7 separate regions of the Mus musculus genome follow, and regions 1, 2, 3, 4, 5 and 7 are each linked to region 6. A link is a contact called in public Hi-C and HiChIP or PLAC-seq data. All regions are on one chromosome and are shown on one strand. The core of a region is the stretch at or near the end of the contact, and the rest is flanking DNA. Distances in the headings are between cores, read along the strand shown. Region 1 has its middle 72 kb from the start of Gm34130. Region 2 overlaps Gm34068 (predicted gene, 34068). Region 3 has its middle 32 kb from the start of Gm34130. Region 4 has its middle 6.6 kb from the start of Gm34130. Region 5 overlaps Gm34068 (predicted gene, 34068). Region 6 holds the start of Hlx (H2.0-like homeobox). Region 7 has its middle 43 kb from the start of Dusp10.

Region 1 (2,700 bases), core at 46-2,545, 870 kb after region 6:
AGGGTGGGTTGGAAAACAGTGGGATTGTGTTGACTAGCTCCCTCATTTCCAGACATAATGAACAGACGATGGGCAGAGGGGCAGGGTAGAAGTGGTCCTAGAAAAGAGATGAAGGTCTGAGCTGTGCTCTCTTCTTCCTGTGGCCTCTCAGTAGCTGAAGCACACCCAGGAACAGGCATTTAGAACCCTAGAGGAGATAAGGAACTGACAAGTTGTGTCTACAAACCTTGGGGACACACTACAGATATCGATGTAAACAATATTAAGCCTCTGATGGTTTTCAAATTCCTACAAGGATATTTTAGAAATCAACCTGGCCATCAAAACTCAGTGTTCACTGACGTGTTTGGGGAAGGACTTACGTAATTTTGATGTGAAGACTTCTAAACCCTCCAAGACAGATATTCTATAAACAGAAGAGTTCCACCACAAGCAGGCCTCTAATATAAGAGAGAGAGAGAGAGAGAGAGAGAGAGAGAGAGAGAGAGAGAGAGAGAATCTCAAACACTAACCATGCTTTCCTAAAAGGGAGGGAATAAGGAACTAGATACTGTTCTTCTTGGACCATGTGGTCTGACTTCTGACTTACAATATTCAAGACCATCTTAGTTACAGCAGTCTTCAGAGAAGATGAGGTCTTAGCCCAGGAGGCCCTCAGCAGAGTCCCGGGAGAGTTGGAAGGATGACCAGAAGGTAGTGGCAGAGCATGACTTCACTAAAGCCATAGATAAGCACAGGGCAGTCGCACAGCCTCGGGCAATCTAGAGGCCAAGAGGATATGAGAAAGTGAGACTGGAATGCCCAGTCATTCTGAGCCACACCAATGCTAACAGTAGGCAAAACAGAAGAGCATGTTCTCTCTTTAAATTAAAAAGCAGGCATGGTCTTCATCTCCATCCCCACCAAAGATCACACTTCTCTCTTTTAGCTCCCACCCAGTAGCTGCTTTCCCTCTCATGAGTTAGAATGGCAACTCAGATAGTGTGCAGACTTCTAAGAGCTAGAAGAAATAAAGAGTTAAATGCCCTGGCCCCTTCTCCACCCCTAATGAGCTGAGTACTCTTTGCTTCCTTTCTTCGTTATAAAGACAAGCTATAAAATGTTGAGTTCAGAAGCCTGGGTTTCTCTCCAAGATCCCGTCCAGTTCAACAATCTCACATTTGTGTCTCTCTCCTTGCTCCATTTATTTTACTCTTTTCTTTGTTTTTTCTTGCTCATACAATCTAGCCTGTGTGAGTAATGTTCATATGCTTATGAATACAGTTGGTTCTTTGTGATCTGTAATAATAAGAGACGGATCATGTGGATAAGCCCAAATTGCAAACGCTGCTCCTGATTACAACTGAGGAACATTCCAGTCTGACTAGCAATCTAATATGTGGTTTGGGCTGCATTCATGTAGGACCCATTAGCTAGTTAGTAGGGTTGGTGTAGAGAGGTTACCTGTTCTGCCCTGAGGAGTGATCGATATTGAAGGTGAGATTCCCACATTGGCCAAATGTCTTCTGCCAATTAATGCTGGGTTTTGCCATTAGATCTGGCTAGTTTATGTGACTAATGTTTCAGTTGATGAGATGTAGCACACACTTAGGGATGGGGTGGAGGTGGAGGTAACAGACAGGAAACCACTTATTGGGAATTTTACCAGCCTAAGAGTCACAACACCAAGTAGGACCACATATTTTTGTTCCAGAATGGTTCATCTAGCAGGGCCTCTTTAAGATCTAATGTCACTTTGATGTATCCTGTGCATGTCACTGCACTAAGTAAGCTCCCTTAGATCTTTACTACATGGTATACAACCCCATAGGAAGAAGAGCTCCCATGTCCGTGCACTCCCGATTCAGAAGCCCAGAACTTCTACAACAACAATGGACAACTCCACAAATTAAATGAAAAATAAATCTTAATTAAAACACAGAGCTATCATGTTTCTTTTTCTACATAAAGTTCCAAACATCATAAAATATGACCTTCCTCAATGCCAAGAATGTTTTCTCTAAGGTATAAATTATTGCCCTTTACCTAGAAAGCTAATCTTATAATTGACTCAAGAGCTTTAAAGATCACTTCATGATATGTGAAAAATAAACAGATCATGCCTATGACAATCATGCTAGGATTATATACCCTGCTCTACTACCTAACCCCATCTCTAGTGATTTAGATTTTAACAGGCCTCTCAAGCTTAAGTGTAACATAACAGCAGTTGTAGGAATGTAGATGTCTCATATGCTCTTAAGCATAAATTTGAAGGGACTAAAAACACCATACAAAACCTAATAAAATGTATCAAATTCTTATACAAGATCATAGATGTTGCTTTAGTTTATGATATATTTTGATTTCTCTTTTGTGATCAAAATTGCATGCTCACTTAGCCCTTGGGAACTACAGTAAAGGCATCAAAGAAAGTATAAAGCAGCTATAATATTATACTCAGGGAGAGTTACCAGTAATTCCTTTTTGGTTTGCTTATTTTTATTCTCTTTTCTAAGTCCCCAAATAGCTTGATATAGCTTGATTATAAATAGATGAGTAACTATATCATGATGGTGAAAATAGAGAGATGAAAGATGATAGACAGATGAAAGATGATAGGTAGTCTCCCAGTTATCTTTAACTGCCAACGTGGCACAGCTTAAGTCTCAATTGAGGGATTGTCAAGATTACATTGGCCCATGGACATGTCTGTAGGAG
Region 2 (2,700 bases), core at 129-2,628, 940 kb after region 6:
TATCAGCATTCTCTTTTGTTTCTTTTGGAGTGAGTCTGCTAGCCTCCAACCATCTCTTCCTCAGGTCAGGAAGGCTTCCTTAGATTCTTCCCAACTTCAATATTTAACACTCTCCTCCCAGCCCAGTTGACTTAAAAAAAAATATGTTTATCTCTAGAGTGTGTAGATCAAAACTTCAGACTTCTAAAACTCCATCCCAGCAGTAATAAAATATCTGCTGATGTTTTTAGCCATGATAAAAACTGAGTTATCTATAAAGATACATTTCAAGCATGTTCCTAGAAGTCACAGTTAAGTCTGGCAATATATAAGCTAAATGATATTACTTAGTTCTACTTTAGAGAGGGGAGAAATGAAGGTGAAAACTCAAGGACTATGCATAAGCCTGGCCGACTATTGCAATTTGAACTGAGCTTCAGAATTTCCTTCTTTTCCCTTCTTACTATACCCAGCACAAATGTCACATTGTCCTAGAATTCAGATATGGTTCAGTGAGATAAATAAATATGTTATTAAATACCAGGATATATTAGCATGTAGTTTTCAGGCACAGGTGGGTTTAGGTTGTTACAAATCCACATTTAAAAGCCACTGTTCGCTGAGTATTTACTGTGTTGTTAATAAAACTGCAAAGTTACATGTCTTTAATATATTTACCATCTCTTCCTATTCTTTACTTCAAGGATAATACAATTGTATGACAGATGTAGAAACTGAAGCATAGAAAAGTTAAAGAACTTGCACTGAGACTTGTAAGTAGTGACTTGATTCAAAAATTGACCTCATGGTATCTCTCTAGACTCCATGACTGTGCATGGATGGGTTCTTTTGCTCTATGCATGTAAAATTGATGCCCAAAGCCCTACATTAACGCAGTGTGAATTGGGAATATTCAATCATCCAGACATGCTCCCTCTTTACTTCTGTAGGATATATATATATATATATATATATATATATATATATATATATATATATACAGAGAGAGAGAGAGAGAGAGAGAGAGAGAGAATGTCAAGTAGAGCCTGATTACAAAAGAGTGTTCTGTACTATGCGTTTCCTCTTTTGACTGGTTAGTGTTAGAATGCAGCCCACAGTAAGACAAGTGTCTAGTCTTATAAATAATACATGCAATCCAAATGATCCAATTTGTATAAACCAAACTCTTTCAAGCCCTTTCAAAGAAACATGGGACAATGAAAAGAATGTGGACATTAAAGTCACATAACTGGGTTTTTGTCTGTTTTGTTATTATGTTAATGTTTAATTCTCCAGTGTGGGTACAGAAGCTCTGGTTTGCGACTCATGTTCATTACCATGGTGTGAATACTCCCATCATGACTCATTTCACAATTTCAACACTCTGCACTGGGTTGGAAAGAGACAATGACATTTGTTGACTCCCAAGTGCAAGTCATTTTCAGTACACAACTGTTGGCAGACCCTAATCTAACCCTGGCTTGAAAACCCTCAGAACAAAATCTGGGGTGAGATACTTTACCTTTCTAAGTGATGATCTCCACTTCTGTTAAGTAGAGGACATAACACTACCAGCAAGGAGGGTGTGACCAGAAGGCTGTAAGGAGGAGAATAAACATCAGCTTTTTAGCCTTCCTGAGGAAGCTATGCCTTCTGACAAAGAAACACTCTGTAAGCATAGCCTATGCCTTGGAGTCATTCAGGAGCACTCTGGTAAGGTGGATTGGCCATGTGTCAAGGCAGAAGTCCTGATGAGAACAGACCCTCACCATCCTTCTTTCCTGTTTTAAGCTGAAAGCTTTATTCCAGATGTGCTGACTCTGTCAATGCCATGTAGTAATATCATGTACCTATTTTCTATAGGTTGAAACATCCCCTCCTAGAGAGAGGAAAAGGGTCAGAGGATCTGGGAACTCACAAGTTTACAAGATCTGGGAAACTCAAAATTCACAAGACCCTTAAAGCCCCTTACCAAAAATCAGTAAGTAATTGCTAAGACAATCAGAAGCTTTGGGGGTAGCCCTGCCTGTAAGTTGCATGGAAGATACCAGTGGTATAGCTTCCACGAGTCATCACCAGTACTGAGATCAGAGTCACCCTGGTAGGTAATTCTAATAAACTCATTGTTCACTAATATGAACCTGGATGGAACAAGGTTTCTTTGGTCTGCTGTTGTCAGATCTGGATGTAATTCAAAGTAACTTCCTCAAGAACAGTTGTGGATCAAGGACAAAGCAAGACTGGTCCAATGGTAGGAATAGCAAGAGAGACAAACAAACAAACAAACAAACAAACAAATGAGATTACTAGGGTTTCTCACCTTGATCCTTGACCTTCCTGCCTGCTCCAAGGGAAATTAAGGGAGCGCCACTACTTGTTAACTATCTTAGCATGCACTGACTCTTGCACCAGGGACATGACCCATCAGCATGCCAACCCCTTTAGAGAAGTATCTGGGGAGAGGGTGCTCTGCCACTCCACATTTCCTCTAGTGCACAATTGCTGGGATGATCCAACCCCATGAAGTAGAGTCCAGACTTGTAAGCAGTGTTGTGCTGTTCAATTGTCCCCTTAGCTTTCCTTCATTTGAGTGAATCTAAATTGATCCTAGCTATTCCAAAAGAAAAAGAAATGACACCTAGCTGCAATCTTATATAGCCCTTACAATCACCTGCTACTCCTCCAAATCACATCCCCCATCAAGCAGTGGAATTGAGTTAG
Region 3 (2,700 bases), core at 32-2,531, 830 kb after region 6:
CCTTTAATCCCAGCACGTGGGAGGCAGAGGCAGGCAGATTTCTGAGTTCGAGGCCAGCCTGGTCTACAGAGTGAGTTCCAGGACAGCCAGGGATATACAGAGAAACCATGTCCCCCCAAAAAACAAAACAAAAAAGGAAACAAGGAAAGGGACTTTCCTTATTTTTGACTTTACAAAGTCAAAGCCATGTTTACCAAAACACATCCTAATGTATCGTCCCTCTAACACCCAGGGCTTCCTGCTTCCCACTCCCCAACCTCTGAGCCAGGACAGTCTTGGCCTTTACAGGTAACACTAGAGATGAGAATGACCTTATGATGGAAATGGCAACCTCTAGGCTGCTACCTGACAGAACACTGGGACAAGTGATCTCCTATGACCTCCTACTGATGCCTGTCTCTTAGCATAAAAATTCTGGTTCTAACCTGATCCCTTAACCATACAAAGGCTATGGGAAATAATGGTGTGAAGGAGGACACACACAGAGAGAGGAGTACACACAGACTATTCCATGTGGTGGCTAATGAAAGAAAACATGCCTGACTTTCCTCTTAGCACCTCCGTTACTCCTCATGCTCAAGCCTCTATTAAAATAATGTCAATAAAATTTCTAACTTGGGAAAGGGAGAAAGAATGGAGAGGTGGAGAAAGGAGAAAAGAAGAAGGAAAAGCACGTGAGCATATAGAAGATTCGGAAACGTGAGCGAGAGTTTCATGACATGGAAGATCGAGTTGATAGAACAGTCTGAAGACCAGAGCAAATAACCAAATGTCACTATCACTAATACAAGAGATGGAAATAAAGTTCCCTCGGAGTGAGCCTGCTTACAGCACGGGGGCTGCATCTCCTATACAGAGCATTCAGAATCCAGTACCTGGGACCAACATGGAGGGAGAGTTCTGGTCACGTGATGCAGAGACTTTTCATCAATCTAAGCCTGTTATTTCCCCACTCTGCTCTGGGTAGGAACGCTGCTGGCACTTCTACGTCAGCCACAGCTGTGTTAAGGAGGTCAAGGAAATGTGGGGAAAAGGGCAATTGTCTAGGGAGAGGAGTAGAAATTCCCAGGCAGCATTTTTTCTTTCCCCTAAATTTCTCTGGGAACTGTCTTACTGTGTCACCGTCAGTTTCTACTGGGTCATAAGCAACTCTTCTGCAAGCTGCTGGATCTATAAGATCCCCCAAGGCAGAACCCTAACCCCCTCTGGGGTGTGAGAGTTCACTGAACAGCCTCGTTCATGGCCATGAGCTTGGCACAGCCACAAGCCAGCGCCATTCCAGTACCATGTGATATCAGCAGGGTTACTCACTTGGTTGCCCTCCAGCAGGGCAGCTGGGGACACCTCCCTAGAGTGACTACAACATTCATCACTGAGATGACTCAGCCCAAGCTTCCCTCTGCCTGAAAAGGGAATCTGGGGCTGAGCGTGGGGTGAGAGGTGTCCACACTAGACCCATCTCTGTGCCCCTCACTTGCGAAGCACATAGCATAAGACTCAGGTCAGTGTATCAGAAGCAGAGAATGTACCATGAGTTTAGTCCAGAGGTATGTGTGGCAGGTAAGGCTGTGCTTACAGAAGTTCAAGGACGGCTACTCAGCTGCCTAAGGACAATAGCATCTCAGATGTCCACCCATTCCATCTCACTGATTCCAGTGTTCTGTCTTTGCTAGGCGAGGGCTTGTCCATTCTGGATCCCTGATATGTTACTGGGTAAGGCTCTTCCCCCTCACTGCTTGTCTCAAAGAAGTAATTCAACTAAGGTGGAAATTTGTTTGGCTAAGTAAATTAATGCCTACACTACAAACAGGTTGGGATGTGCTGTCCTGAAAAGTGGGGCAGTAGAGTTGGGGAAATGCTTTAACACAGTCTTTGGATAGGTGCTGTCTGGTTTCTTGCCCAAGAGTGAGTCCATTCTCTTTGCACAGTTTAATGTGCACAATCTCTAAGGCTACATGTGCTGCTCATTCATATTTCTGTCAATTGTAAGTGACAGTCCCATTTCTCTAATAGAATCATATGCTTCCTTCAAAAGCACCTGCTTCTACCGACAGCTGGAGCACCACGGCATCCCACACTGCACTAACCACATGGCAGGTGCTTGCTCAATACTTACTGCATGGTGGCCTCCGATCTTCAGTTCCCAAGGGAGAGAGATTTTCCACACTTTACTCTAACCGAGCTTTGAATCTCTTTAGAAAGAGCTTTGAACGAAAGCCTTGGTTTTATTCAACACCTCGTGTGTTCTGGGCTCTCCACGCTCCTGTGCAGATCTTCTCTCAAAGGTCTTCCCACAACATGTCCTTGAACTCACTATTCTGCCAATGTTCCTCCGATAACCCAGGTTCCAGCATGACCTTCTTTGGCTTTCCAGAGTTTCTGTATCATTCTCGGTGTTAGTTATGTTTCTGTTACTGCACTGAAATACCAGGGACACAGTGACCTAAGGAAGGGTTTCTTGCCAGGCAGTGGTGGCGCACACCTTGAATCCCAGCACCCGGGAGGCAGAGGCAGGCAGATTTCTGAGTTCAAGGCCAGCCTGGTCTGCAGAGTGAGTTACAGGACAGCCAGGGCTACACAGAGAAAACATGTCTCTAAAAACAAAACAAAGCAAAACAAAACAAAAAAAAAAGGAAGGGTTTCTTTTGGCTTAGGGTTTAAGAAAGCTAGATGTTCATAATGGTGGGAAAAGCAGGGTAG
Region 4 (2,700 bases), core at 77-2,576, 800 kb after region 6:
ATATGCAGGTGTAATCCCATGGGGACCATTTGTCACCCTTCTGGCCAGCAGCTCTGTGAGACACTAATATTAGAATCAAGTTTCCTCAGCCTTTGAAAACTTTAGTATAGAATGAGATTACACAGTCTCAATTCCCCTCTTAAGAAACTTGCTTGATCTCCTAAGTCCCACAGAGGATAATCTCTCGCAGGACAGCTCAGGTGACAGTACACTCTTTCTCCATTTCAGGGGGATGACTGCAAATCCGTGTCCTGGTCAGGAAGGTCACAGAATGAGCCCAGGTTAGATAAGCAGGACACATCCTTCATCTAGCTTTTCTCCCTGGAGGAGAGAGCATATTATTGAATATCCTTGAAAATATTTGCAAAAAGTTCATTGTGAGGAAGGTGAAGTGATTTAGGAGAATTAGAGACCAGCAAATCTGTGTTTGAATCCCAGTTCTTTTTAGACTGAGACTGATGAATTAGCTTATTCTTCAACCTATCTGAGGCATGACCTCTGCCTCTGTTAAAAAGAACAATGGCTGTCAGCCTTTGGAGGGCCTTGTAATGATTAGTCATATGTGTTTGAAGTGTCTGGCCCAGAGTAAGCTTTCAATGCGACCTGGTTATTCTTAGGAGTGGAGTAATCGGGGGTTTATTTAGAGGTTCTTGGATGGTATGGGCAGAGATCAGTGGGGATGAGGCTCAAGTTCTTCCCTGAGTGTTCTCTGGGGAATGGCCAGACTGAGGACAGGACCCAAGACTACACGACCCATCAAACTGCCCAGTGGTGGCATCTCTCTGGCATTAAGAAAAGTTGGTAGTACATTGGCCAGTAAGAATAAGAAGATATGGAGTGACAGTTATGCTGTGTAGCTGGAGCTTGGCCAGCATTACAAGGTCCCTATTACACCCACCTGGCCCAGCCCATCTCCTGGAGATCCTTCTTCATAGGTGCCATGACTCTATGCAAGGTGACAAGAAGAAGATGTAAACCAATGTGGCCTTATATGGTTTTATCAGAATGTCATAGCTTTTCCCAGAAAGAAGCCAAGGTGTAGCTCATATCTGTACACCTTGAGCCCTGGCGTCCTCCAATAAATGGGTAGACAGCCATGTTTGGCCATCTAGCTTTATTTTTATTAATAGAAAGTTTGGTAATGTCATTTGAGAGAAAAATAAAACTCTGGCCAAAGAGGGTATATATTTTAAGATGACACACACTATATTTAGCAACTGGGATTATGCCCCTTGGGAGACATGAAAGAAGAGGAAGCGAGATTAGAGCTGACATCTGGCTGGGGCAAATGTCATCTCCCAAAGTGGCCATACTCATCACAGGCCCACACCAGTGCCAAGGAGGAGTGAGAAGGCAGGACAGCCAGAGCTCATCCAGTACCAGATGCTACTCCTGTTCCAGGTGTTGAGAGATGATCACTACAGGCAGGCCTGGACCAGTTAGGGAGGAGGGCCAGGCAATGACACGCACTCACAGGCTGACTCTTCATGTGTTCACCAGTGTTTAATGTTTAACAATTGATAAGAAACCATCGAGCATAAGGAGGTTGACATACTTCCCCTCTGAAGTACAGTCTAGAATTCATCAAGGTTCTCCATGGGCTGACATCATTGTTTGAAGAAGAACTGGCTGGGCAGTGTGCTAACTTGGCATGTAGTTATCAACTGTTTATGCAGACGATATGATCTGCCCTTGAATAATTTATAAATTAAAAGTTTATTACTGCTTCCCAGAAATTGAATGGTCATAACCAAAACAACAATGCTTACCTGCTTATTGTTTTGGGGTAGGTGTCTTCTATTTCTTACCTCATTTTATTCCCATGGTATCCATGTAAAATTTACTGACTATCCCTTGACATTTGAATACAAACATTGTGGGGGTCCAGACCTTATAATAATCTTGTAAAAATATAAAAAATTACGTTAAGAGATTTAAAAATTCCTATACCCAAAGAAAAAGCACAGCTAACATTTTAATGATGTTAGTTCCACCGTGTGCATGCATATTTTAAGTTGTTGTAATACTATATGCAAAAATGTCACATAGTGTTTATTCAACTAAAATTCTTCTATAAGTATTTACTATACAAACAGCTTATCTATGCAATTTTCTGTACAAATATCATTTGAAAACTACAAAGCATTACTTTGAGAGCTACACCTCAAGATGTTTAATGAATTCTCAATATTTGGTATTTCCTGATTCTCAGATTTCTCTGTTGCACTGTTCCAATGAACACATCTTTAGATATACCATATTTTGGGAGGGCACTTGGGAATTTGCTTGCACAAATGAAAACAGACAGCATGGCCATCTGGTTAGCCCACCTAGGCACGCTCAGCTTTTGAGAGTTCTTACAAAGAGTCATGACAAGGAGGCCAAGCAAGAGTATCAATACAACCAAGAAAACAAAAGCATTGGACACTTAAACCCCAGGTTTCTCCATGAAAACTCAGCCATGTCTGTGTAGGCTTTCAGAGACCCATTGAAACTAAGAATTTAAATCAGTGGTTGCAAATTTTCACAGGAGAACCACTGTAAGAGTTTGTCAAAAGTATTAGGGCAGAGCCTAGATATCCACATTAAAAATATATTTAAAAAAAAAAACAGTGGGAGAGAAGAAAACAATGACAATTGTCCTATCCTGGTGTCAACTTGGTAGTCTTATTTTGAAGCTTTGAAAACTTCTGTGTAATA
Region 5 (2,700 bases), core at 112-2,611, 970 kb after region 6:
CATTACCAAGAAAGATAGCGGTGCATTCATCTCTTGGTGAGGTAATACAGCCCAGAAGTGGTGTTGAAGGCAGGCAAACATGAACAAGTAGATGCCACACACGGAAGGAAAAGCTGAAGCCACTCACTGCTTAGGCTTTTGGGAGCTCAGGCCTCGGAACTAAAGGATTTCTTTCCTTTGGAAACAATCTCCTGTATGTCAAGCTGGGCAATGTCTCTCAAGCTCACTGTGTAGCTGAAGAATAACCCTGATCTTCTGGTCTTTCTGCCTCTGTCCCCCAAGTGCTAGGATTACAAGTGTGGGCCCACACCCAGTTTATGCACTGCTTAGGGACTGGACCTGTGGCTTTGTGTATGGTAGGCAAGTCCTCTTCCAACAGAAATGCATCGCCAAGTATGTCCCATACACCCAACCTCCAAGAGAACTTTATATTTCTATTTCTCTATCCCACAACTGGTACATGGAAAAGTATATGAATTATATAGGCTAAAAGTTATTGTCCTTTATCAACTGTTTCTTCCACGAGCAAGAATGATAAATGGAATGTTGGGTCACTGGTATTGGCATAGATAAAATAAGCTCTAAAAATTGATAGCATGCATACCAGCCTTTCTTCTCATTGCCAAGTACCAATATATCAGCTGTCACCAAGCTGTAACAGTCCACAACTGCCAGTGGCCAGATATTGATTTCTCTTATAGTCAGCAGCAACTGAAGCTGTACACCTGTGCGCGTGTGCGTGTGTGCGCGTGCACACACACACACAGGGTTGGGGGTAGGGGAGAGAACCTCTAAACCCTACAAATGAATTAAATATGTTTTTCTTAGAAAAAGACGTTTTTATTTCTAAGACAAGATTTATTTCAAACCTTTCATTAGAACTCATGTGTGGCCTGGCAGTGGTGGTGCATGCCTTTAATCCCAGCACTTGGGAGGCAGAGGCAGGCGGATTTCTGAGTTCAAGGCCAGCCTGGTCTACAGAGTGAGTTCCAGGACAGCCAGGGCTACACAGAGAAACCCTGTCTCAAAAAAAAAAAGGAATTTGTGTTGTGTACATGTGTGCATGCCTGTGTGTGCCTGTGCATATGTGTGTCTGTGAGTGTTTGTGTGTGTGTGTGTTCATAATTTCACATATGGAGGACAGAAGTCAGCTTACATGGTTTCTTCTAATTTTTTCCATCTTATTTTCTTGAGACATGGCCTCTCATTGAACCTGAGCCACAGGATCTGCCTGTCCCCTCCCCAGTTCATTTGCAGACATGTGCCACCATGCCAAGCTTCAGCTTCTCCATGGATGCTGGGAATATGAATTCACACCCCCATGTTTGTACAGCAAATACATCACCCACTGAGTCACCACCTCAAACTTAGAACTGATTCTTGAGTGAGACTGCCAACGTTCTCATGGGGAGCTAACTACCCCGCAGTAACCCTACACTCAAGCACACAAAGGGGATTGAACTTGGCCCATGGTTTCTCTTGATTCCTAACAAGATGCTTTGTCATGGGTGTGTTCTCAACACTCCCGAGAAAGCAGGTAAGCCACCCATGGGACAAGAAGACCAACCTTCTCTTCAGATCCAATTGCATGTTCCTTTCAGAGCCGAACATTGTTATGAGTTTCACTGTTCGGCTTTCCTCCATTAGAGTGGGTAATGGAACATGAACCCTGCATGGCAAGTTCTATGATCTATGAGCAGCCCATACCCATAGCAGATTTATGACATAGGAAAAATTATGTCTTTAATATCCTTGGCTATCTCTTCTGGCTGTTTTCCTTGCTAGGCCAGCTAACCACCCTTTTAAGCAGCCTCCTTTGTGTGTTCTTTGTCCAATATTAACCCATGGTTGAAGTCTGTCCTAGTTTATTCTGGTTTAACAGTGCTTATATATGTCTCATGTTTTATTCCTTAAAAGACACAGTCTCTTCATTCATATTACACCAGCGTTTCCCTGGTGGTCATACATGAGAAAGGAACACACACGTGTGTGTGTGTGTGTGTGTGTGTGTGTGTGTGTGTGTGAAAATATTCTCAAAGCCTCCAAAAAGTGAGAATTATTGATGTCATTATACACTTGACTTCATAGTGGTTAATTACATGTTTAGTCAGGTTCCTACTGACACATATGAGCCAACCCTGATCTCCATACTTAGTGATATCATACTGACAATTTGAAGTTATCTGCGGTGAAAGCATTTACACCATGGCTATTGGCAATTGCTATATATCAGGGCTAACCTCTTCAGTCGCCTAGAGAGTCAACTTACCACCACATCCCATGCATAAGGTGTCTTAATTTAAATAGAGATGACATTGTATCTGTCTAATATTTTATTGGGTGACTTCTTCCAACATGGCATAAAATACTTTGACCACAGATATGCATATCTCAACTTGGACAAGCTCAACCATATCCGTCCTGTTCATTTATACACACTTAGCATACACATTGTCCAAAATACCACATATGAAACAAGCTTACACATAGACACATCTTACATCTTCACTTGTGTGCACACATATACACATACCTCAGAGTATAATTCAACATGAGAAAGATATTTAGAAAAAACATTTTAGTATGTTCTGTGTTAGTACATGATAGGTTGTTGTCAAAGGCTTAAAATTCCCAGAGAAGTGAATATCAACAACTGACAAGACCGGAAGCCATTTAACTACTTCAGGAAAGGGTATCATT
Region 6 (2,700 bases), core at 4-2,503:
ACAACCGTTCATCTAGGTGGCCTGTGGTCTGTTTGGGAGAGGGGCGGGGAAATCCACTCTGACTATAATTTAAAAGAGAACGAATTCTTAAAATAGAGATGTTGATGCGACAGAAAATTCCCAGTGCACCTAGGCTGAGTTCTAAAGACCCTAGCAAGAATGGAAGGCGCTGGCTGTGGAGGCTCGGACAGTGCCTCCCTCCAACAGGCCAAAGCGGATCCTGGAAAAACTGCAGCCGAATTAAAAGTAGGTATTTAATCTCAAAGGCAACCGCTCCCTGGCACTTGCAAAACATAGGACCTCACGTGACCAGGGGATGTGGTGGCCGCGGAGGGTAGCACTTCCTACAAGGTGCAGAGAGGGGACACGCGTGCCGCTCTTCTGGGGCTGCACTCCTTGTTGGTTCCGAGGCTCAGGGTAAAAGTTTGGCTGTTTCTAAGGGAGACGTTTGGAGCCATCTATCTTATTTTTGTTTGAAAAGTCACTCTTTCAAGTTGTCACTGGAATGACAGCTCCGAATAAAACTAATTTGTGGTCTGCCCTCCTCCTGGCTTCTTGGAGCAGCTCTGGTGAGCTGAGAAACCAGCGGATTACAGTAGACTTGGGTCGGGATTCTGGGCTGTAGGGGCGCTGAGAGGATGGGGCCTTTACCTAGGACTTGTGATAAAAGCACCTGGGTAAAAGCAGAGAGAAGGAAAGTCGCATGAGAGCGGAATACGGAAGGGACAGCCTGCGGACCGCCAGCGTGGTCTGCTGGGGTGGAGGTTGGGGGTGTACTACAGCAGAGTACGGGAGCCTCAGTGATCCCCCTCCTCCGCAGCTCCAGGAAAATTCCGGAGACCGGCTCCGAGGCTCTGCCGCTGGCGGGTCCCCGAGCTGCAGGGGACAGAGGAGAGCCAGAGGCCCGAGGAGTCTCGACCCCCAAGCGGCTCCCAGAGACGCTCAGTACTCAGCTTAGCCCACGCTGCCGCAGAAAACACTTTGGCGTGGCCAGGGCGTGGCCGAGCTCGGCCACGCCCCCCTCTTTCCCAATTCCCCTCCACTCCGGAGTCCCATTGGTCACGAAGACGTCCAATGAGCGCACGGATCAAGGTCCTACCCGGGGTCTGACTCGAAAGCTCCTGCCAAAACTTTGGGAGTTTTTAGAGAGGAGTTTTTTTTTTTTTTTTAATTTTTTTCCTTTTTTTTTTTTTTTTTTTTTTTTAAACTAACGGATCATTATTGTTGTTTTAAATTTAGCTCTTAGGGCTTAGCTGTTTGGGTTTTTCTTTCGGTGTCGGGTCCCTGTCTCCCCGGCTTCTGCGGAGTAGCAGAGCGAGGCCGCGCTCGCCTTGTCGCCCCAGCGCCTGGCGATCGCCTCCATCCACCCGGCGGGGAGCGCGCCCGCCGCGCCGCCTTTCAAGCCAAGCCAGGGGCCCAGGCCGTGGCGGGCGGCGATCGGGCCCTCGCCTCGTCCCTCGGTGGCGCTAGGGCTCCCCGGTTGGCCCTCCGCTTCAGGGCGGGCGAAGAACCGAAAGCAGCTCGGGCTCGGCTGGGACACCGCCTCTGCCCGAGCGCCCACCCACTTCCCCACTCACCCAGGACCCCGCCGGGATCCTGCCAGGATGTTCGCAGCCGGCCTGGCTCCCTTCTATGCTTCCAACTTTAGTCTCTGGTCAGCCGCCTACTGCTCCTCGGCGGGCCCGGGCGGCTGCTCCTTCGCCCTGGACCCAGCCGCTGTCAAGAAACCCTCTTTCTGCATCGCGGACATCCTGCACGCCGGCGTCGGGGAGCCGGGGCCCGCTGCAGAGGGACTGGTGGGGGCCTCGGCAGCCCTCACCGCACACTTGGGCTCCGTGCACCCGCACGCCTCCTTCCAAGCTGCCGCCAGATCCCCGCTCCGTCCCACCCCGGTGGTGGCGCCCTCAGAAGTCCCGGCTGGCTTCCCTCAGCGGCTGTCTCCGCTCTCTGCCGCCTTCCACCAGCATCTCCCGCAGCAATCACCAACGCAGCAACAGCAACCGCAGCAGCAGCCCCCGCCTCCACCCCGGGCGGTCTCCCTGCAGCCACCGACTTCGGGGACGCGGGTGGTCCCCCACCATAGCGGCTCCGCCCCTGCCCCCTCCAGCAAAGACCTCAAATTTGGTATCGATCGAATTTTGTCTGCGGAATTTGACCCAAAAGTTAAGGAAGGCAACACTCTGAGAGGTACGTATCGCTGGAAGGCCTCAGGCCTCACCACCACCCATGAGGGGCCTGATGTCAGGAGGATTTGGGGTGCGTTTATTTTTAAGGACAGAACGGTAGAATGAGGGCGAAGAAAACGAAATGAAGGAAAACTTAGTGACATGTAAAAGTCAGCTATCCCATGTTTAAAAACATATCTTCGTGTTGCTTAAACAGCATAGAAACGGATGACCATACTCTGGTTGCTGCAAAGTTTTGCAAAAGTGTGTATTATCCATCTTTTGAATGAAATATCTGCAGAACGACCTAGATCTTTCTGACAAGGAAATCTCAGCGTGGGGACACTTTGCATTTATTTGATTTCCAGTATTTCTTAAGAATTGCGGGGAAGCAAACCGGCCAGTCTAAGCTCCTGAAGGAAGGCGGGGGGGGGGGGGGGCTGAAGGGTGTAAATTAGGGGTTTGTAGAATTTCTGGAAGGCGTCCGAAATGACCACTTTAGCAACATTTTATGACAAGCCTTTCCTTATTATGG
Region 7 (2,700 bases), core at 147-2,646, 660 kb after region 6:
CGCGATGACGTCGATGACAAAATCATCCTAGACATGAACTGCCTTTCCCACATTTCCCTTGCCTGTTTCACATTGGGTTACTAAGTCTGAGAGGAAATTTGCATCAAGTTGTGGGGGAAACAAACAAACAAAGACAAATAGCAGCCATCCCATTTTAGAAGGGCAATGGGGAGAATTATAGTGAGCATGCTTTTGCCTTGACCCTGTGACTTACCTTGACTTAGCAGGAGCCATGAGCTCAGCTCTTACGCTCTCCCCTGTTCTCCTCCTCAACCGTCCAGTCACATGATCAGCACCTTTGTAATTTCATCTTTACACCCCTCTATTTCATGTGCAGCTTTTCTCTCCCATGGCCTTATTGACACAGAGTTTTCAGGCCATGTCACACAGAAGCAATACTCTGCCAGTGAGTCTTCCAATGTTTCCAAAGCCTGGTTATTTCACACCATTGATGAAGGTAACCAGAGACAGAAATCAGGAACAACTGACAATATGGCTGTCAGTCCCTGCTGCCTCCAAAGGGCAGGTGGGTAAAACTGGCACCACTATAGTTCTAGAATATGCTATTCCTCATTCTTTGGAGTACCAGAGCTTCGATATCTTCTACTGTGCCCTGCCCCAGAACAGCTGAGATTTGAGGTTAGAAATAATTCCACATGTATCTCTATAGTTCATGTCCAAGAGACAGGTTTCAAATAAGGTGAAAGTTAAGACAGTCTGATCTTTGTTTGGCTCACCATGCTTACCCCTCAGAAGACCCAAAGAGATCAACACTGCTTCTCTATGTCTCAGTTTTCAGATGATTTGGATCCCAATTCAACACGAGTACTCATTCTCTCGTTACTCTACTTTCCCATTTCCCCCTGTTTATTCTCTTTAGCTTTTCTGGGTCATCTCTCATTTGTTGCCCACACAGTCCCGTCTCAATTGACACTAGCTCACATGACACTTTTTAGGGACATTCACACTATAGTAACAATAGTCCAAGCTGCAAAAGATGTACTCTTCCAGTGTTTTTCCCAGTCAGTAGAAATCAGTGATGGCTGCAGCCTAAGAATGTTTCCTCTATTATTTTGCATACACGTTCTTGTCAGCTTCCGTCCTCGCTCTCCACTCCATCTACCTTGGTCCAAATGTCACCAGCAGGAGCTCATCTGTGAACTAAGCTGTCTAGACTCATTGACACTGGAAAAGCAACTATCAGCTATTGAAATAAATGTGGACAATCTGGAGTTGTTGTTCTGTTCAGACCAAGGCAGTGACGCCTACTCTACTGGGCATTAGATAGACTCTGGATTCATTCCACCAGCTCACTGCATTCCTTCAGCACAGGCCCTGGGGATGACTCTTGAGGTGGATAGACTGTGCATTCTCAGAAGACACAGTCACTTCCCAACCCCATCCTGAAGGTTGCAGGCAGCTAGTGAGAGGCTCAGAATGCTGGGGACTCTGCTTTCCAGAGCCTTGGCTCTGCTGATCCAGTGGGTTCATGAAGTGATTAACATTCCTCAAGAAGAAACGAAGGTGAAGTGACTCAGAGCAGATTAGGAGAAAAGACTGGAGTCCCTCTCAGAATTCTTGGTATGCTGGTTGGCAGGATTCCTGTTGCCCCAAGGCAGACCTTCTCCTCTAAGCTCATAAACTTCCAAACACACAAATCATGTCCATGTAGCTATTGAGTCCTTCCCTTCGTTTGCAGAAGACATGATAAAAAAGCAAAGAGAAAGAAGAGGAGGGAGGGGAGAGAGAGAGAGAGAATTTTATACCCCACCAGGACTCCAACTTTTAGACTTAGAAAATGACAAGCCTGCCAGGCATCCCAAGTCACTGTGTATCAGACTCTTTCAGTTTGCTCTAGTTGACAGAAACAAAACAAAACAAAAAGACTGTTGACAGTACGGAAATGCCAAAAAAAGAGATTTACTTTTTGACTACTTCATATTCTATATCAGACTAACGTAATTCCAGCTAGCTCTCAGTTCCTATTATGTTCAATTTCCACTTTTCTAATGAAAGAAAAATTTAAATGACTCTTGGCAGGCAAGCTATTTGAATAAAGAAATCAATGTCAAAATATTTCTGGTGTAACATTTGTAAGCAAATGTTCACAAAAATATTTATGTCAAATGTAGTCACTGGGAGCCAGACATGCCAGAATTCTTCAGCGCTTACTCGCACCAGGCAAACTTTGGGGCACTACAAATCTTCCCAGTGGCTAAGTCCCTCTAGATACATATTCTCTAATAAAACGTACAAAACCGTAGGATTATATATCCTTCCCACACCACTTCCAACTGTCTGTGGGCTGAATAGCCAGCACTGTCAAAGTCCGTGTGCACACAGAGCTGATTTCTACTGACTGGGAAAAACACTGGAAGAGTACATCTTTTGCAGCTTGTACTATTGTTACTATAGGGTGAATGTCCCTAAAAAGTGTCATGTGAGCTAGTGTCAATTGAGACGGGACTGTGAAAACCATACAAGGCAGATTGTCACTGATATTTACATGTAGTTACCAGGGAGACAACTGTATATTCTAAATCCTCGGCTTGGCTGTGATTTGGTTATCAGGTCTGGCGGAAGCTGCTCAATCATGAGTCTGCTGTCTCATAGAAAGAGGATGGGGAGGAAGCAGAGGACCGCATCAGTGCTGGGATCCTTAGCCTCCCTCCGTGAGCGGTCCCTCCCGCTTTACACTCT

Evidence for each region. A called contact is a pair of places that touch in the nucleus more often than the background predicts. HiChIP or PLAC-seq counts read pairs in DNA pulled down with a chosen protein or histone mark.
Region 1: a contact with region 6 is called in a FOXA1 HiChIP or PLAC-seq map of pancreatic cancer cells. The contact joins the enhancer-like site here to the promoter of Hlx in region 6. A contact is called at or near these places in 2 of 39 promoter capture datasets (hippocampal neurons and pre-B cells), 1 of 15 datasets of contacts at CTCF or cohesin (pro-B cells) and 5 of 115 datasets of contacts at active chromatin or transcription factors (the NIH/3T3 cell line, embryonic forebrain, forebrain and 2 more).
Region 2: a FOXA1 HiChIP or PLAC-seq map of pancreatic cancer cells shows a contact between it and region 6. The contact joins the enhancer-like site here to the promoter of Hlx in region 6. A contact is called at or near these places in 5 of 39 promoter capture datasets (the 3T3-L1 cell line, hippocampal neurons, liver and 1 more) and 8 of 115 datasets of contacts at active chromatin or transcription factors (the NIH/3T3 cell line, astrocytes, bone marrow-derived macrophages and 5 more).
Region 3: a contact with region 6 is called in a FOXA1 HiChIP or PLAC-seq map of pancreatic cancer cells. The contact joins the enhancer-like site here to the promoter of Hlx in region 6. A contact is called at or near these places in 7 of 39 promoter capture datasets (the 3T3-L1 cell line, 3T3-L1-derived adipocytes, hippocampal neurons and 3 more), 4 of 115 datasets of contacts at active chromatin or transcription factors (the NIH/3T3 cell line, craniofacial prominence, embryonic forebrain and 1 more) and 2 of 9 other capture datasets (liver and pancreatic islet).
Region 4: a FOXA1 HiChIP or PLAC-seq map of pancreatic cancer cells shows a contact between it and region 6. The contact joins the enhancer-like site here to the promoter of Hlx in region 6. A contact is called at or near these places in 2 of 39 promoter capture datasets (the 3T3-L1 cell line and liver), 1 of 484 Hi-C or Micro-C datasets (embryonic fibroblasts) and 3 of 115 datasets of contacts at active chromatin or transcription factors (embryonic limb bud, pancreatic cancer cells and pro-B cells).
Region 5: a FOXA1 HiChIP or PLAC-seq map of pancreatic cancer cells shows a contact between it and region 6. The contact joins the enhancer-like site here to the promoter of Hlx in region 6. A contact is called at or near these places in 3 of 39 promoter capture datasets (the 3T3-L1 cell line, the SN4741 cell line and hippocampal neurons), 1 of 484 Hi-C or Micro-C datasets (embryonic fibroblasts) and 5 of 115 datasets of contacts at active chromatin or transcription factors (the NIH/3T3 cell line, forebrain, large pre-B cells and 2 more).
Region 7: a contact with region 6 is called in a Hi-C map of muscle stem cells, with 4 times the contacts expected there. The contact joins the enhancer-like site here to the promoter of Hlx in region 6. A contact is called at or near these places in 4 of 39 promoter capture datasets (the 3T3-L1 cell line, the C10 cell line and hippocampal neurons), 1 of 15 datasets of contacts at CTCF or cohesin (the NIH/3T3 cell line), 2 of 484 Hi-C or Micro-C datasets (muscle stem cells and ventricular fibroblasts), 6 of 115 datasets of contacts at active chromatin or transcription factors (the NIH/3T3 cell line, astrocytes, embryonic forebrain and 3 more) and 3 of 9 other capture datasets (adipose tissue, embryonic stem cells and liver).

Annotation. Positions count from the first base shown.
Region 1 is chr1:183,863,831-183,866,530 of GRCm38.p6, reverse strand. No RefSeq gene overlaps it. Among named protein-coding and RNA genes, the nearest start is that of Gm34130, 72 kb to the left of the region's middle. Within about 2 kb of position 1,295, at least 34 of the 459 cell types and tissues checked have an H3K27ac peak or open chromatin away from gene starts, as enhancers often do. A contact at or near this core is called in the NIH/3T3 cell line and pancreatic cancer cells, where this site is marked.
Region 2 is chr1:183,787,594-183,790,293 of GRCm38.p6, reverse strand. The region is part of intron 2 of Gm34068 (predicted gene, 34068); the gene reads right to left. Among named protein-coding and RNA genes, the nearest start is that of Gm34068, 40 kb to the right of the region's middle. Within about 2 kb of position 1,378, at least 19 of the 459 cell types and tissues checked have an H3K27ac peak or open chromatin away from gene starts, as enhancers often do. A contact at or near this core is called in pancreatic cancer cells and stem cell-derived neural progenitor cells, where this site is marked.
Region 3 is chr1:183,904,157-183,906,856 of GRCm38.p6, reverse strand. No RefSeq gene overlaps it. Among named protein-coding and RNA genes, the nearest start is that of Gm34130, 32 kb to the left of the region's middle. Within about 2 kb of position 1,281, at least 109 of the 459 cell types and tissues checked have an H3K27ac peak or open chromatin away from gene starts, as enhancers often do. A contact at or near this core is called in 3T3-L1-derived adipocytes, the NIH/3T3 cell line and pancreatic cancer cells, where this site is marked.
Region 4 is chr1:183,929,372-183,932,071 of GRCm38.p6, reverse strand. No RefSeq gene overlaps it. Among named protein-coding and RNA genes, the nearest start is that of Gm34130, 6.6 kb to the left of the region's middle. Within about 2 kb of position 1,326, at least 17 of the 459 cell types and tissues checked have an H3K27ac peak or open chromatin away from gene starts, as enhancers often do. A contact at or near this core is called in pancreatic cancer cells, where this site is marked.
Region 5 is chr1:183,760,457-183,763,156 of GRCm38.p6, reverse strand. The region is part of intron 1 of Gm34068 (predicted gene, 34068); the gene reads right to left. Among named protein-coding and RNA genes, the nearest start is that of Gm34068, 13 kb to the right of the region's middle. Within about 2 kb of position 1,361, at least 5 of the 459 cell types and tissues checked have an H3K27ac peak or open chromatin away from gene starts, as enhancers often do. A contact at or near this core is called in pancreatic cancer cells, where this site is marked.
Region 6 is chr1:184,731,046-184,733,745 of GRCm38.p6, reverse strand. It overlaps Hlx (H2.0-like homeobox), which reads left to right and starts at 1,253. Exons shown (of 4, transcript NM_008250.2): 1 at 1,253-2,187. The coding sequence starts at 1,605.
Region 7 is chr1:184,075,712-184,078,411 of GRCm38.p6, reverse strand. No RefSeq gene overlaps it. Among named protein-coding and RNA genes, the nearest start is that of Dusp10, 43 kb to the right of the region's middle. Within about 2 kb of position 1,396, at least 75 of the 459 cell types and tissues checked have an H3K27ac peak or open chromatin away from gene starts, as enhancers often do. A contact at or near this core is called in the NIH/3T3 cell line, adipose tissue, astrocytes and 3 more, where this site is marked.